Regions from separate parts of the Drosophila melanogaster genome. Here region 2 is linked to region 1. The links are chromatin contacts, called in public Hi-C maps. All regions are on one chromosome and are shown on one strand. The core of a region is the stretch at or near the end of the contact, and the rest is flanking DNA. Distances in the headings are between cores, read along the strand shown.

The links. A called contact is a pair of places that touch in the nucleus more often than the background predicts.
Region 2: a contact with region 1 is called in a Hi-C map of the Kc167 cell line, with 2.7 times the contacts expected there. A contact is called at or near these places in 4 of 107 Hi-C or Micro-C datasets (the Kc167 cell line, the S2 cell line and embryo).

What each region holds. Positions count from the first base shown.
Region 1 is chr3R:29,375,920-29,381,654 of dm6, reverse strand. It overlaps Ptp99A (Protein tyrosine phosphatase 99A), which reads right to left and starts at 4,009. Exons shown (of 19, transcript NM_143434.5): 1 at 3,631-4,009.
Region 2 is chr3R:29,553,624-29,559,012 of dm6, reverse strand. It overlaps Dr (Drop), which reads right to left and starts at 2,627. Exons shown (of 2, transcript NM_057976.3): 1 at 1,168-2,627. The coding sequence starts at 2,377.

The DNA of each region.
Region 1 (5,735 bases), core at 2,760-5,259:
ATTGCACACGCCGCATCTGGTAATTTAAGTTATTTTCCATATTACACAACCCGGCAAAAACTCGTTGACTTTTTCACAGACACCGCAATGTGTGTATGAATATTCGTACACAAAAACCAGGTTTGTGCAAATAGGTTTTTCATGAAAACGCTGCTGTTGTGGCTCGGTTTTCGTGGCCGGGAAACGGAATTTACGCAAGTTTGTTTAAGCGCTCTTTAAAAAGAAAACAGCATTAAAGAAGTGATTTTTTTTTAGCACAAATATTGACCCAGCTTGAGAATCTGGCGAATTCTGGATTAAAAACTGCGGTCAATTTGTTTGGATTTAATTGGATCTTGTCCAATTGTAATAACTAATTGTCTAAACAAATTTCCATGAATGTGTTTTTAACGACGAAACACGCAAATGCCCACAAAAATACGTAATTTGGTGCTGATGTTGTTGGTGCCAGCATTAATCGCTATTATTTGTTCTCGGCCAGAATTAGGCTTGTGTAATTCCTCGAAAGAGTGGACTCCTAATGAAGACATGCCAGCGAGAAGCCCATTAATAGTCGCGGCTAGACGACCTCAAATAGTCAACGCCTTACGCTAAGCACCTTAACGACAATTGCCCCCTGGAAAAGCATTTTCATCTCCGGTGGCAGTTCGTCAGTGGTCGTCGCTCAACAAGTTTCCAACGCCCGAACGCCCCGGAAAATGGAAAAGTGATGTGGGGTAGCCAACTACCCAACCACCCAAATCCAGTCGGTAATGACCGGTTGTGGACTGCAGAGTGGCGCAATGTGCCCGATGGCAATTAAAGTGCCTCGGAACTTCTACTTTCTACTTCTGCTTGTACTTGTGTTGTTGAGCAACATTTTCTCAATTTTCCACATAATTCCAAACGCAGTGCAGCGCCATCGTCGCCCAGCCCGTTCTTTTTGACCATTAGAAGTAGTAGTGGCAGTTGTCCCCTTTGGGTCCGCAGACAGTTCCGAGCCGCTTTCATGCCCGAATGCCCATGCCCCATGCCCCATGCCCCATGCCCCAAACACAAACACAAACGCAAACGGCGAGCGGAAGGCAGTGAGGAGCGTTAAGTAGCTGGATGTCAGTAGCCGATTTGCAGTTATGACAGCCCCACATTCCCACCACCAACTGCAATGCTGCTCCCCTTTTTGGGTGGCAAACTTTAAATTAAACAGCAGCAAAAAGCAGCGGGATGTGACTTCCAGCACAGCGAGAAAACACGAGTATGCAACGCAAATTGATCAATGCTACACAGATATGTGTCTAAAGTGTATCAGCCGTTCACAATTGCTCATAAAACTTTCATATTTTATCACTCGTTTATGTCCTTTTTTTTAGCAACAGGAAAGCCATTATGTTTCCACTTCACATGCACATCCATTTCCCGCTTTCGCAATGATTTATGCACATTGGGAAAAATAATAAAATGCATAAGAATATTATGAATTATAAAAGATAATTTATAAAAATATAATTGGTATTGCCCAACTGTATAGATCAACATCCTAATATGCAGCTTATTACCTCTAATTATTTATTCTTTTGTTCATTGTAAAATATTTGATTTATTGTTTGAATGACTAAAAGCTTGTGATTTACAATTAAAATAGATGCTGCTCTGACTCCGTTTTCTCTGTGTATGCAAAAAAAAAAGGGACGGGGCGTCAGTGAAGAGTGAAAAAATATGGCACTGCATTTGGCATGAGGCACGGGACACGGGGCATGCGGCTTCCAGCATGCAGCACGAGGCAGGCAACAAGCAGCCCGGGAATTGCCGGAGTAGAATCATACAAAATATTCAGGGAGCAGCGGCAAAAACAGCAACATCAGCTGGAAACAGCAGAGCAACAGAAGTTGTAATTTACAGCTTATTTACGTTGGAATAAAAAATGAATTAAGACAACGAACCAGCAGCATGACAGCAGCTTCCTCCACGGGCAACTCGCAAAGGTAAATGCATAAATAAATCAGGCAAAGTCCAGCAGTAAAAAAAAAAGGTGGAAAAAAGTGAAAAGCGTGGGGAAAGCGGGAAACGAGAGGGAGCGGGTAAATGTAGGAGTATAATTAAATGCTTTGACATGAAAGAAAAGCAGTCAGCTAAATGGAAATGCTGGAACTTGGTTAATTAGCACGGCCAGAGGTGTCGCCGAAGTCCTTGCAGGACTCAAACTTCGAACACATAGATCGAGTCAGCTTCAACTTCAACAATCAAGATGTATATTTCCTGCAAAAAAAAAAAACTGGTCACAACATCGCGCACTTGCTTCTGTATACACTTGCACCGACTCACATAGATGCGGATTATAATGCCAGACGGCGGCTCACGATGGGTGTGCAAAAGTAGAGAGAGAATAGAAATAGAAATAACAACTGCAGCGGTGGAAGCTTAAGTGCAACTGCAGTGGCTGTGCGGCTCAAGTGTTGCCACAAAGGGGTGGGCTTGCATCCAGCGACAACAAGTTGCACGCCTTTGCTGCAAGTGCGACTGCAATTGTTGCCGCATTATAAATTGCAGAGCTGCAACAATGAAATTATTATACGACGAGCAGCTAAATGTATCACATGCCAGCCACACGCCTAATCATCTTGTAAGCACTACTGTAAAAAGGACACTCGACTAATTCGGTTTGGATGCCCGAACTGCTGGCTGAATTTATATTATTATTTGCTGATGTTTGCAATTTGGGCACGTGCCGCAAATTCCAAAATAGTTGAACGTGTGCCACACCAGTCGAGCCAGAAATCCGGCTCCACCAAAAGGTTAAGCACAAACACTCTCGATTTTTTTTCTTTTTGGTGCAAGGGGATTCGACCAAGGACCAAGGACCATTTTTGCGCTCCGCTGGCTTTGTTGACAAACACATTTTTTGAGTGGGGCAACATAATGCGAGAGTGAAGTGAAGTGAAGCTGCTGCCGAAATCAGCGCAAATTTAGTGGCAAAGCAAATAAATTTAGTTTAATTTTGCCCAGCCATTGTTGTTTATTTTATTTCATTTTCATTTCATCTTTACTGAAGTCGCTGGCTGGCTGGCTTTTATTGCCCCAACAAATGGCAGTCGTGGCATTAGGAAAAGTGGCGCAAAAAGGGTTTCACTCGTTTTGGCTTGGTGTTTGTTCAATGGCACATACAGTCGATCCGATGGCCCTTTGTTTGGTCCAGTCCCGAAAAGTCCCAACTCCCACTACCAGCGAATCCTAACAATAATGTCGGCTATTAGCGGCAGGGCATGACCGACCGAATCCCGGGTCAGCAGTTTCAAATAAAACTTTGCGCCAGAAAGGTTCTTAATTTTGGCTCGAGATGCCAAACCGATTTTTGGGCCAGAACAGACCGACTAACCAACCAACGATGGGCCCACGACACTCACTAATTAAACTAATTAACTGAGATGGTCGAGGGATAAGTTGGCTAAAACATCGCTTCAAGACGCAAATTGAAAGGGAAATCGCTTAGCGAAGTGGGTCAACATAAATCCAAAAGTCCGCCCCAAAATGCAAAATGCTAAATATGCTGCAGTACGACGACGAGTTTGGAATTTTCACCCAGTTCTCATCCAGTTGCCTCGATTTCGAATCGTTTAGTTATGCTTGTGGGTCACCAAATCTGGGGATAACCACCTTTTTGCTGTGTTTTATTTTCCGCAACGCAGGACCTTCTATCAGTTAGTGGTTTATCCTCGAGATCGTCGGTAATTGGGATCCTGCTTTCCGAATCCAAGCACACGAACACAAATAAAAACTTAACACGGAACTGGACAGCGATTGCCGCATTTTATTTTTGATTTTCTCTCAACGCTTTATCAATATGCATGATTATTATTCTGGCATTCACTTGAGCTATTCGCCTGATTTTCAAGCACTTTTCGTGGCCCGTTTCGGCCGCTTTGGCTGAGATACATTCAGCGTCAGGATAAACGCGCACACACGCGACGCGAACGCACGAAGTCCGGCAGCGCCAGCGGACACATCCTTACGAGCGCACAACAAACACGAAACTGAGCCGCTTCGTTTTTGCGCAAATAAATTCCCAGCTGAAAGGCAGAAGCCGCCGTTGCCGCTGCCACTGCCGTTGCACCACCGCCGCATCCCCCGGAAAACCCCTCCAGAATAGAAGGTCGGTGGTTCGTGGCCGACTTCGGGTTTCCAGCGGCTTTCCACCACACACACCGTGTGTGTCTCCCGAACTTCTTTGCGAGCTTCAGTGTGTGCTGTTGCCTAGATTTGTGCGCGGGTGGACGCCTCGGCTGTCGTCCTGCCGAGAGCGAACGGACTCACGCTCTCTCATTGGGAGAGCGCTTGTTCCACTTTCAACTCCGAAACTCACCATGACCAAACTCCGAATTGCGCTGGCCTTATCACTGATAAGAGACGCGCTCTTCGGCGGCCACGACCTGCTCAAATCGCTCAGGTGTCGAGCGTTGCGGCACAAACAGAACTGAAACGTTGGCAGCAAGTGTTTTAGGAATTTCTAAGGCACTACAAAGAGGTCCTGGACGGACCGCAGTTAGCTTCGGCCACACATAGCAGCTCTTTGGATGAAAACTAATTTTAAATTTAAATAATATGTTATATAAAGTCTCTTATAAAGGAGCTAAGCTTCAATTAATTTTCCAAATCTTATAATCCGCTTATTTCGATTATATTCAATATTCGAAAAATATTTATAATAATTTATTGATTTAAATTTCTTATAAAATAAATCATAACATTACATTTTGGAGTTATTCACAATCAGTGGACGTTTTTACTGTTGCCAGTTATTTGAACAGTAAAAATGCTTAACATTGGTAGTACATTTGTAGTAATGTTAGAACTCTTCAACCGCTGTAATGTCTGGAAAAGATTTCGACCAAAATCATAACCCCTGAATACTGAATACTGAATCAGTAAATTGTTGTTTTTGCCTTGTCCTGTAACCGAGTGTTTACAGAAAATTCCACCGCAAAAGAAGGTTTCCGTAACATTTTCGAAAATCACCCCTTGGTCCTGCGCGAATGTTGTTTTCATGAGTTTGTTGGTCTACATTCGAACTGAGTCAACGTTCTGTTAACGCGTTGAACAGGCTAGGGAACAGAGGTCTACTCTAGAATGTTAGTGCAATGTTATTGTCCTAAATTTGGAAAGGGGTAGAAAGCGAACCATTCTGCTAATAACATTCGCAAAAAGGACGCCTATAGCTATGGAATAAATAACATTCGGGGTTAATCAAATGATGTGAACCTGCAGTTGAAGGAGAAATTGTGTTGGTCTATGTTATGTTTACATTACAGACTTTTTCTACTTTTAATTTTCGAACAACGTTAACAAGATATTCGAATTGAATGTTCTGTTAATGCGAACATTACATGGGCATGTTATTTATAACATGGTCTGTAAAATAACTGTTTGGATTACATAGTCCTACAGCCTTGTTAGTTTTTTCTTAATTTAAAGTCCTTTAAAAGATATCTTTTATCTTTCAACTAAATATATTCTAATGGTATTATTTACCGTCAATTTAATTGAACATAGAACACGATTTCTTTCGCATTAAATTTGCCATCTGACAAAACTGCCAGTCCATCGCAATAATTTGTTGTGCCGATCAGCGTGTTACTTCCGCAATTATCCCAGTGCCTCAGGCACCTGCCCCTAAACGATGTCCACACCCCTCGAACCGGTCAATTGCCCACAATTTAATGGCCATAAGGAGAGTAAGGGTACCCACCCCAGCCAGCCACATC
Region 2 (5,389 bases), core at 1,378-3,877, 180 kb before region 1:
GTCAGTCCGGCATCAAAGTGTGACTTGTCGAGTGTTTTCCCCGATTTTCCACCAGTTTTTCCCTACGACCCGCGGTGCTTTTTGTCCAGGAAATGCAGGCAAAGTGTGAACTGTGCATGCAGATAGAGATCGCCCAGTTAAACAGCCAGACTCGCTTCAATTAGTCTGGCTGGTCGGTTAGACAGTCCGCTTTTTACGCGCTTATTATTAGATTTTCCAATTCGGGAACGGTAATGGGGGGCTGGCTGGCTGTCAGACCGGAAAACACCGAAAAACGCCGCTGGCCAGCGAGTGCAATGAATAATCAGACGTGGCCAATTGAGTCAAATCAGAACCGACGCGACTATCATCAGCCATCAGCCATCATCATCATCATCATCATCAAATAATGGGCCCAGCGCAATCAGGCAGTTTTCATTGTTTTATTTAAGGCCCCGCAATAATTGCCACGCACTTTGACTACAAACTGCAGTCACGATCACTTCCATTCCATAGCCATGATGACGATGACGACGAGGTGGCCATGATGGAGCACCCGCAGCTCGCGTCCGACCAGGAGCGGAGAGTCACCATCGATGCCAATTAAGGCGAGGGGCGGCAGTTAATTGAATTAAAATGCGACACAAAATGGTGTAGATAAAGTTGCCACCGCACATGGGGCATAAAACAATGAGGGGTGGGGTGGGTGGTTTGAAATTCCTCCATTAAATAAATCGTTTTTGAATACACATCGCTGGCTGCTAATGGGGAATTTGCTCCCAAGCGGAATTCGCGTATTTCTATTGTTCACGGGTTCAGAAGTTCATGTTTATGGGTTTACAGTTAATTATAAATAAATATATGAAATGTAACTATATATACACTCATATTTACTTTGATGTTAAGGCTCTAAATTGAAAATATTTTCGAAAGAGAGTTGAGGTTGTTTTTATTTTTTTTGAAGTAAACCTTTTGAGTTCTATATTCTCTCCTATATATATTTTTATTTTCCCATTATTTAATTATGCCCATGCTGAATCCTCCATTGCAAATGAGTTTAAAATATCGCTTAGGACAGGACAGTTAAGCACATGTAACAGATAAGGTTTATCATTTCCCCTCTAGGAAGTACAAAAACCGAAAACAAGCTGACAAAAACCCCACAAAGAACTGGATAACGACACTTACCTCCACCGAATCCTGCTCCCGGAAACATGCCAGGCGGTCCGAAGGGCGGCATTTGTCTGGTTCCTGGCCACGGAACTCCACCGCCCATTCCCGTCCAGGCCACCGCCGCGGCGGCCAGTGCACTGAAGGGGGTCGGGCGGATGGGCACATGACCGGAGGCCAGGGCCGCCGGGGAAAGTATCGTGGATTGCATGTGAGAGCCCGGCGGCGGACCGTGCGGCGATTCCAGCGACTTGCCGCTGCCGTCGAGGCCGTCGGGCGTGGAGCGCGGCGAGTCGTCGGCGTTCATGTCCTCGATATCCACAATGGAGTCCTCCTCCTCGTCGTGATCGGCCTCGTGGTCCTGCAGCATCTCCTCGTCGTACTCCAGCTCGGAGTCCGTGTGGCTGCCCAGCGGCGAATGGCGTTCATTTTTGGCGGGAGTGGAGGCCACATTGCCCTGCGATCCCAGTGCGGATCCCAGTGGCGTGGAGCTGGGCGTGGAACTCGTGGAGGCGGGTGGCGAGTTGGCCCGGGCGTCCGCCTGCTGCTGCTGTTGGCGCAGCTGGGCGGCCATCGCCTGGTGCTGGGCATGTGCCGCCGCAGCCGCGTGGGCGGCCTGCAGCAAGTGGGCGTGGTGCGCGACGGCGGCGGGATGGAAGGTGTTGGCGGGAACTTGGGCGGCCGCACTGGCCGGCGGAGGCGGCGGCGTGCTGCTGGCCTGGGAGATGGGCGAGGTGGCCGCCGAACTGGTCAGGTTCTGGGGTCCATCCGCCGCCTGGTTGGGTGGCGTTCTGGGCCTCGTGTCCGCCAGGAGAGAGGCCACACTAAAGTTGCTCAGTCGGGAGGTGGTCTTGTGCAGATGGTGGGCCGGCGGATGCACTGCGGCCAGCTGGAGCGCCGCCGCCTGCTGCTGCTGTTGCTGCTGCTGCTGGTGTTGCTGGTGCTGCTGCAGCAGATGCTGCTGATGGGCCAGCAGCAGTGCCGACGGCGAGGTGGGACTGGCCAGGGCATTCAGGCCAGCCGGGTGGCTAGGACTCAGGTTGGTCAGGTTGCTGCTGGTCATGTTGCCGCTGCTCATGTTGCTGCCGCTGTTGCTGCCGCTGTTGCTACTGCTGCTGGTGATGATGAGGTTACCCGCGGGAGTGTTACTGCTCGGCGGCACCGTGGGACTGGTCATCGTCTGGCGCAGACCTGTAACTGTCATGCTCGCTGGGCTGAGCTTTAACATAAAGCCTTTCGATCGTTTGTGTAACTGTGGCTCGTTAATACTGTGCTTTAGGTGCGCCGGTTAATTGGTTCATTGAGACATGGTCTGCTGTTAATTTGTTTTGATTATCTTTCAATTAATGCGCTCGTTCGTCACACGCTTGGGAAACACAGACACACACTGTCACACGCGGCGTTTTGTATCTTTTCAGGGGCTATTTATTTCCAGAGAGAGACACGTCCTCTTGAGATCACGTCTGTTCTGCGACTGAAACTGTGGTCGCAGTTTCGGATGCACCGCTGCCTGCCACACAGATACTCACTCACACCGACGCACTCGACGATTGGTGGTGGGAAACCGGCTGTGTAGAGCGTGCCTCTCTCTCACTCCCGTGGTGGAGTGCACCGCGTGCGACACCATTTTTATTGGTTTCGAGACTAGCTCGCTCGCTCTTTTTTTCCGGTGTGAGTCTTGTATTTCTCCACTTTTCTGACTTTTGTTCCGCCTTCTTTTCTCTTTCGCTCTCGCTTCAGTGTGGTGAGTTTGCCGCACTCTTGCCGTACAGACAGAGATGGTGTAGCTGCCCCGCAGTATAGCCGTCCCTGTCGCACGCCTAATTATTATTGAATAATTCAATCTTCAAAGCGTTTTTCCACTTTTTTTTCGAGCTGCTGCGCGTATTAGCATTTTATAACAAGCAGCGGCGGCAAACGCCTGTCCATTTCCACTTTGGTTTTCTGGCTTTTCCTTCCATCTCCATTTTCCCTCTATCTCCCTCTTTATCGTTTATGACTTCATTTGGCCAAATTGGCGTGATTTTTTAAGCTTTATGTACGCCTAATATGTACATATATATGTATGTATATATAGACCAGGCGGTTTTTCAATTTTAATTGGCACTCCTACATGTCCTTAGCGTACAAGAACAATATAATAAATAATAAGCCCATCATTATCAGGGCCCCAAAAGCATCAAATGTCGGGTGGAGCGGCATTATCGCAAAGCTGCAATCTCGGTCAGGAAATTATGTTTTTTCTTCCCTTTTGCTCCACCTCAGGAGATAAGCCATAAAAATCGGATCGGTCCACATAAATCGAACGTCCCGGGAACCCGGCCGAATCAATCACATACATATAAATGTGAAATATGCAGGATTATATAGAATTTTGCCAACCCCCATAAGCTCCATAAATTGCAAGGTTGGCGGGTGGAGTGAGGGAGGGAGCGGGAATACCGCACCCTTTATAATTCTCGCTCTACAAATTAAACTCATTTTAAGGATTATTATGTGAAATTGTTGGCTTGAAAACTTTTGCCAGCCATTGTTCAGCTGCTCCTTTGTTTTCCGCTGCTCGAAGGACCAAGTTGTGAAAATGGGAAATGGGCGTCGGATTGTGCGGGTTCGCTCGGCTTTTCGGGCGGCAAGTTGGTGAAAGGATTTTAATGACAATTGCCAGTGGGTGGAAAATAAAGAGCTCAATTAGAACAGTTGACGAATGGCTGTGTGGTTGCCTTAATTAGTTGCAAACGATGCTGAAAATGAAACGACTCTGCATGATTGGGGAAATTCTAGCCAATTAATTTGAGTTCTTGCCTAAATGGGTTGGGTGAAATTTAGAAATATTTTTATATAATTTCTGAACTTTTTTCAAACTCTTTCCGAAATCGTTTTTAATTACACTTAAAAGAAACCAAGACAGTAAACTCGTTTATGAACTTCTCACATTTCCCAGCCATTCAATTAACACTTGATATACCTCTTACCACTTTTCCAACGCCCCTCTTGACTGATTAAAATTTTTCCAACTTCCCAAAACTTGAGCTCTTCATTACGATGCCCGGCAATTCCGCTTTCTTTTCAATTAAACATTTCGAAATGGCGGCAAAATGCGATGAGAGGCCCCTCAGCTCGTTAATATCATTGTCTGCGTCTCGTTTTCTATACTTTGTGCCGTTGGCATAAACAATTATAGCCAATTACAAATATTAATTTCTCAGGCCAAGCACGTCGAGCGTTTCTTCTTTTATTTTCCACTACTTAACCACCATCATTATTCATTGCGCTTTGAAATACGCAAATGAGCGCCGAAAAAAAGCAATACAACAACGAGGCGCAAATTAATTTTTCAATAAACATCATAAGCGAGCTCCAGCCCCCTCCACTCCCCCCACCTATTCTCGATCCCACCACTTCGAGATGAAACGAAACCGGCAAAAGCAGCAGCAAGTCGGCCAATAACAAAAGCACCAACAAAGTCCACGCTTCGGCCAAGTTGGTCATTTGATAAATGGCCGCCGATTTGCGTGCGTGCAGTGATGACTGCGATAGATTTTAAAAACTAGCTAATAAAATATTAAAAAATATATTAAAAAAATATTCACCTTATGTGACTAGAAATGTGCAATTTATGTTTGCCCAATAAAGTTGTTATGTCTTGCAGTGAAACAACAAACAAGAAATATTATGTTCACTTTGAAATAACTTCAGAAATATGCTTTAGAACAGATTCTGTTAATTTTTGAAAACTTTTAACTGAAACATATTGAAAACTAGCTAGGTTTGGCTAATAAAAAGCCTGCTGCCCAACACTAAGTGCGTGGATCGAAAAGATCACGTCGTTTTCCTCACTTTCCTTCCCCGCAACGAGCGTATGTAAATGTTTTGATAGTTTTTCATAATTTTTCGAATTTATATATCCCGCCGACCGATTCCGATTCCAGTTTGATTGTAGAAGCTATGGCTGCGGAATGAGAGGTGGGGCTATTTGGACGTATATATGTAGTTGGCCATGATTGAGTGGGTGTGTGTGTTTGTGTGTGGGTGTTGCATATTTATGTGGGTTGCCGCTTTGCTTTGTGTGCCTTTTTTGTCAGGCAATTAAATGAGAATTTGGTGTTTTATTGTGCAATTAATTCCGAATTGAATTGCATAATTGTTTGTATCCGAGAGTGAGCAATTACCCAGTCGGCAAATTGTTTATTATACCAGCTGGAAACGAGAACAGCGCTAGATTCTGTTTTATTAATGGAAT